Linked DNA regions of Danio rerio: region 1 is linked to region 2. The links are chromatin contacts, called in public Hi-C maps. All regions are on one chromosome and are shown on one strand. The core of a region is the stretch at or near the end of the contact, and the rest is flanking DNA. Distances in the headings are between cores, read along the strand shown. Region 1 holds the start of atp8b5a (ATPase phospholipid transporting 8B5a). Region 2 holds the start of atosb (atos homolog b).

The links. A called contact is a pair of places that touch in the nucleus more often than the background predicts.
Region 1: a contact with region 2 is called in a Hi-C map of hematopoietic stem cells, with 1.7 times the contacts expected there. The contact joins the promoter of atp8b5a here to the promoter of atosb in region 2. A contact is called at or near these places in 2 of 18 Hi-C or Micro-C datasets (hematopoietic stem cells and an unstated tissue).

What each region holds. Positions count from the first base shown.
Region 1 is chr5:19,969,489-19,972,813 of GRCz12tu, forward strand. atp8b5a (ATPase phospholipid transporting 8B5a) reads left to right here and starts at 1,453. Exons shown (of 29, transcript XR_012406786.1): 1 at 1,453-1,521.
Region 2 is chr5:19,789,735-19,792,957 of GRCz12tu, forward strand. atosb (atos homolog b) reads right to left here and starts at 1,802. Exons shown (of 11, transcript NM_001433130.1): 1 at 1,464-1,802.

The sequences.
Region 1 (3,325 bases), core at 203-2,702, 180 kb after region 2:
AGGTATTGAATTCCACTCTCTGATTCCTGTATATACTCTGGGTTTGTTGGATGTATTCCATGTTGTCTTATCTGTTGCTGTATAAATAAATAAACCTAATAACCTATATATATATATATATATATATATGGGACTCAAACCAGCAACCTTCTGGCTGTGAGGCGATCGTGCTACCCACTGTGCCACCGTGATATATATATATATATTATAATATATATATATTATATTATATTATATATATATTATAATATATATATATTATATTATATTATATATCACGGTGGCACAGTGGGTAGCACGATCGCCTCACAGCCAGAAGGTTGCTGGTTTGAGTCCCAGATGGGTCACTTGGCATGTCTGTGTGGAGTCTGCATGTTTTCCCAGTGTTCGTGTGGGTTTCCTCCCCCACAGTCCAAAGACATGCTATAGGTGAATTGAATAAGCTACATTGGCCGTAGTGTATGTGTGTGGATGCAAGAGTGTATGGCTGTTTCAACATGTTGGGTTGAAAGGGCATCCGCTGTGTAAAACATGCTGGACAAGTTGGTGGTTCATTCCATTGTGGCAATCCCTGATATATAAGGGGACTGAGCTGAAAAAAAATGAATGAATGAATAGTCAAGCCTGAAATTATTTATACCCCTGGCTGCCAATTCTGACTTAAAATTCTTTGTTTAAATGTAGATAAAAGCTAAGAAATGTATATATATTTTCCCCCCACAATGATGCCTCTTTGTCTTATTATCTTTCGGGAGACGCCAGTGTCATTTCAAGTAAAAAAAAAAAACTTGCTGGTTGAACAAATGTGACTTTAAGTCAGATTATGCCATGGATATGCTTGACTCTCTATGAATTTATGATTATAAGTATTTACATATAAAATTAACTGAAGGTCTTGTTTATATACTTTGTATATAAATGTATATATTATGTGTGTTATTCTGTGTGTGGCCGTGCAGTCGTTGTGAACATGCTCAGTACTGCTGCTCTTTGTCAGCGGTTAGAGGAATGGGGAGAAAAATGTGTTGCTTCCTTTTTTGGTGTGCAGGAAATCGATACTTTTCTAGTAAGATTGAGAGAGAAAGAGAGACCAAGATCTGTGTAGAGATCTCAACAAAAGTTTAACAGTGACTTCATTTCTAAGGAAATCAGGGGGAGGTTGTTTTTTTTTTTTTGTTTTTACCTCAGATAAACTTGAACGAAAGAGTAACACCGAAGAGCAATGCTATTTGCCGCCCCTCTTCCTTGTTTATCTTGCATGTGAGTGGTTGAGTCTTTGTGTGTGTGAGAGCGTGTGTGTGCGTGTGTGAATGAGTCTAGGCTAAATGCCTGCTCTCCCTGTTTCCCATCAGCCCAAAGTAAGAGCAGATGGAAGGCTGAGAAGCGAGAAAGGAGGGGGAGAAGGAGAAAATAAGAGAGCAAGACAAAGAGGAGGAGACTCTAGCTGACTTTGGTCACTCGAGAACCTCAGTAGACCTACCATACACACAAACACTGCGGTGACTCCACAGGACACTTACGGTAAGAATCTCGAGGGAAAGCTTTAGGGGTAGCTTGAGAGGTCAGGAGATCATCAGCAGATGCTCCTGGAAGACTGATATAGAGGGTGTGAGAGTGAAAGAGTTTTGTCTGTTGTTGTTCTTTGCGTCTCTCAGCAGTTTTTAAACAGGGCTGGAAAGAGTGAGAGCTTCACAGCTGGAGGGGGAGTTTTGGGTAATGGTTGCCGTCTGTACAACTACACTAAGTGTTAAAAAGAAGTTGAGTTGTATGGGATTTGCACTGTGACACGTTGTACAACTTTTTTACTTTACCAGTGGTCAAAGAAACATATAGCACACAGAGTTTGGAGTTACTTGAACACCAGTTGACAAATGTTTTATAACACTACTCTTTATTTTGTTGCTCTTTTCATAATCGATGTATTCAAATTGATAATTTGATCACCTTTTACATACTGTATGTGTTGACAAAAGTGACAGTAAGTTTGTAACAGAGGAGTAAATCTTTGAAAAAGCCTCTGAAAGCCACTGCAGGCTTGTCATTTTTGTAGTAATTATGATTTGTAGTGTTGTAGTATGCCTGAAACAAGGTAAGCAAGTTGTGTCTCGACTTTTTTGACCAAAAGGTAATGGCTTTTGTAAATGAAGGATGCTAACATACATTTGTCCATGACTTAATAAAGACCAGAAGGAATTGAAATGTCTTTCAGTGAGAACAGTGTTCATACCAAGAAATCACATTAGGCGTATTTACAAGATCTGATAATTAAGTCAATTTAAGGATCAAAGTGCAGTCCCAAAATGCTAATAATTGCCATTTTAAGTCTTGATCAGTTATGACAACAACTCCTGAATTAGTTTTGATTGGCAAAACTATCCTGAATTGTGTCAGATTGTCAATAATGAAATCCAGCTACCTGAGAAATTCATATACAAGGAGCAAACCACGTGTGTAAAGCTTAGGAGTGTCTATGCATTGCACCATCAACTCATACTCCGTGTGAAAGCGCATTAACTTTGCAAGTACATTTGAACTGATTCTGCTCATTCAATTCATCTTTATTTCTATAGCGCTTTTACAGTGTAGATTGTGTCCAAGTCCATTTAAGGCAGTTAATTTCACTCGGCGGCCACCATTAAAAAGCCTCTCAGGCAGTATGCTTGGGGATTCCCTCTGATTGGGGTAACATCAAATTCTCCAAAACTGTTTGTCAAGCTTACAATTACATTACTTATTTGGTATAACCAATAAAATTAAACAACAGCTGTCTCATAAGCTTCGTTCCTAAACATTTTAATCAAACAAGATTGGCATTTTTCAGGATGCATGCGCACTCGAAAAGAACAAGTTCACGACACCAACCTCATTTCTGGCAGTGTTACACGTTATCATCCTCTAGGTAGTGCTTTGTCAGATCGCGCTGCTCGTCTGAAGTAATTCACAGCTCCTTCTTGATGACGAATCTCCTCCAGAAATGACAGCGACTCTTTGTTTACACGTTTGTGGGCATTTGAGTAATTACAGGACTGACTGCACCTTGCGTTCGTTTCATACAGATTACAAAACCAAAGAAATGTTTTAAGTGCAGTTGGTTTATTTAAAAGTAGAGATTTCAAGCTTTATGTGAATATATATCATATGTCTGTGAAGCGAGTATTCACTGAGATTTCAGTGCGTTTGTTGACCAACAAATTGCCGTAAAAATTCATTTCTGATTCGAGATTTCCCCCGCAGAATCCTCAGTGTATAGCAATCAATGATTGGCTGCTGTACTAGTAGGCGGGGCTTCATTCACCATATTGACCGTTACACTTTTCTTCATTCA
Region 2 (3,223 bases), core at 552-3,051:
CATTACGCTTGCTGCTTTCAAACCACTAATTTAAAATGAGTTGATTTAACACAATTCTTAAAGTTTTTTTGGGGCAGCGTAATTGTTTTATGTTCGTTCCACTTAAATTTGTACAAATAATTAAGTTAACCTAATCGATTTGTGTCGGGGCAACATGAAGGTATTGTGTGGAACCCAGCATTTTTTACAGCGAGTGCTGATATAAACTGTTACCTCCCTCATTCTCATCAAGATAAAAGCAGCCCGTCGCATTTCGCAATGTTGAACTGAAACCCCTCATTCAACATTTACACATATCGCTTGCAGAAAGGGAGTTACTTTAGGCCTTAACGCTGCATACTAAGCCTCCTCACACCCAATAACCATCTAACATGCATTTGCTTCCTGCACCAGCTTGACATGCTCATCTTCGGATATGCTGCAACATTTCCTCCTCTAACCCAGTGATGTAATACATACTTCTGCTGAAGGCCACACAGAAGGAGGTCGCGCACATCAAGGGCATTAAAGACCTCTTAATATTCAGAATTCAAACTGAAAGGGCACATTCTACCTGCAGCTCTTTTGGGACATTTGAGCCTGAAAGATCTCACTATGGGTCACTGCTGATCTGCTCTTTTTTTTTTTTTTTGTGGACAATGGTTATGGCTCTGCAGAGCTCCATTGTGCTTTCCATTGACGTCCTGTCTGGCATCAGTAATGAGCAGGATGGATGCCTCTTACATATTCTGCAACCTGTGTGTGCAAACCCACCCACCCACTGTAAAAACTCCATAGCCTGCTTGTCTCTCCATAAAATGCTGGCATTACTGATGCTAATTAGGCTACAAGGACAGCAGGATTTGCCTGCAATGTTTAGATGAAGCACAAGGCAACATTTTAAAATAAACTACACCACCAAGCCATGCAGGAATGATTCATAACGGCCCATGGCCAGGGATGTAACGTAATCATGCACATCTCAAGCACAAAGAATGTAATAAATCAAAAAGGAACAAAAGAACCCAAAGTAAAAGACATAGCAAGCACTGAAGTGAGAAATGCATGCTTATGCACTGATGAAAGTTGCCTTCAGTGGATGAAATAGCATGAATCAGACAAAGCAGAAACGCCCCCCTGCGCATGAACATACAGCAGCCTGTATGCATTGTGTGTGCAGACTGTGATTAATCTGCCATTATCAAACACACGTGAGAGCATTTCAAGTACAATAGATGGAAAAGACCCAGGGATCCTTTTGATCAGACTAGGGATCATCTCATCCTTTAATCTGAGGTTTATATTAGAGTTCAGATTAATAAAGCAGCATATATACACGGGATTGATTAGTGAGGTTGCTGAGGTGATTCAAATATTACGGATTCATCTCAGATCCTACGCACAAGGTGAAATGAGACTGATCTATAAATAAATGGTGAAATGAGAGTGATCTAAAGGAGAATGGCAGCACAAAGAGAACTCACCCACAGCAAACATACAACGATGACAATGACAACGGCTGCAGCAGTCAGCAAACTAACATTGCCATCATCTCTGGAGGAAGAGTTTGATCCTATTTTAGACAGGATCTGGAGATCTTCAGCGTAATCGACGTCAAACTGTCTGCGTTGAAATCCCAGTGTGACGAAGGTTTATCTGGCCGATGAGGATACAAGATCCCGCTTTCCAAATGCTGACAAAGCTATTTTGATTGGCTTTCTTCTCCTTTCCACGTCCTATAAGCACCTCTGCCAACGGGCCTTTGCTATTTTTTGCTTAGCTCTTGGTCCAAAGCCGTCGCCCATGAAATTATTCTGTCCCTTTAAAAACAATACTTCCGGGATTTGCTGAAAAATAACTAGGGGGCGGAACGTTCGAACAGCTGAAGGGCTGTCATTTAAGCGATTGGTCGCTTTCCCTATCAAGAACCAATAACAATTGCCTATTTAGGCTATATTTGAATATATTTGAATAACAGTAATATATTACGGCGAAAGAGACTCCTATTGGTTCCGTGAAACGCAACGACTTTTCAAGCCACGCCCATGTACACGTGCTATTTGTTCCTTTTACTCCGCTGGTGGAGAAACGTACAGGACAAAAATAGGGTTTATAGATCGACGGACTGGTAATATAAATATAATGTTTAGTAATACTTGATGATGTAGACCAATTTAAACAAGTAAATAATAACCCTTTTAAGGACAGTGATTACAGTCCGGAATAAATTACTATTTTAAATTTTTTTATTAGTGTTTAAATCTTAGCAAGGCATTATTTGCGCTTAAAATACAGTGAAACATGTGAAACAACACAAAAAATTATTTTGTTTTAAAATGTAACCCATTCTCGTGATGCATAACTGACCTAGTGCTATATATATATATATATATATATATATATATATATATATATATATATATATATATATATATATATATATATATATATATATATATATATATGTGTGTGTGTGTGTGTGTGTGTGTGTGTGTGTATATATGTGTATATATGTGTATATATGTATATATATATATATATATTTTAAACTTTAAGTCGCAAAAACAAACAAATTCATCATTATTTATTTATCATTATCAACTGAGCACTAACAACAAGCAGAAAATGTTAGAAGCAGTTCAGGAGCAAAGAATATAATATAATATATACAATAATATATATTATTATTATTATTATTATTATTATTATTATTATTATTATTATTATTATTATTATTTAAATCTGTGAAATATATTATAAGCCATATAAATACAATTCTTTAAATATAACTGAAAATACATATAAAGAATTTGAATCCAAATAATATTTTTATAAAAACATTTTATCCTGAATTGTGGAGGACGAAACCTGCAAAAGCAATAAATAGATAAATAAGAAAAAATATAAATAAATGAGTAAATAAATGCATAAATTCCTGCAAAAATAAAACAATAAATAAATAAATATGCAAATTAATAAATCAATAAATAAATGCATATAAAACCCACAAGTTCCTGCATAAATAAATATTATCATTATTTTGTTATTATTATTAACTGAGCACCAACAACAAGCAGCAAACCAGCATGTTAGAAGCAGGTCAGAGAATGATATAATAGAAAGTCAGATATTTACTTTTCCCCTATAATAATAATAATAATAATAATAATAATAATAATAATAATAATAATAATAATAATAATCATTATTATTATTGTTGTTGTTGTTGTTGTTGTTGTTGTTA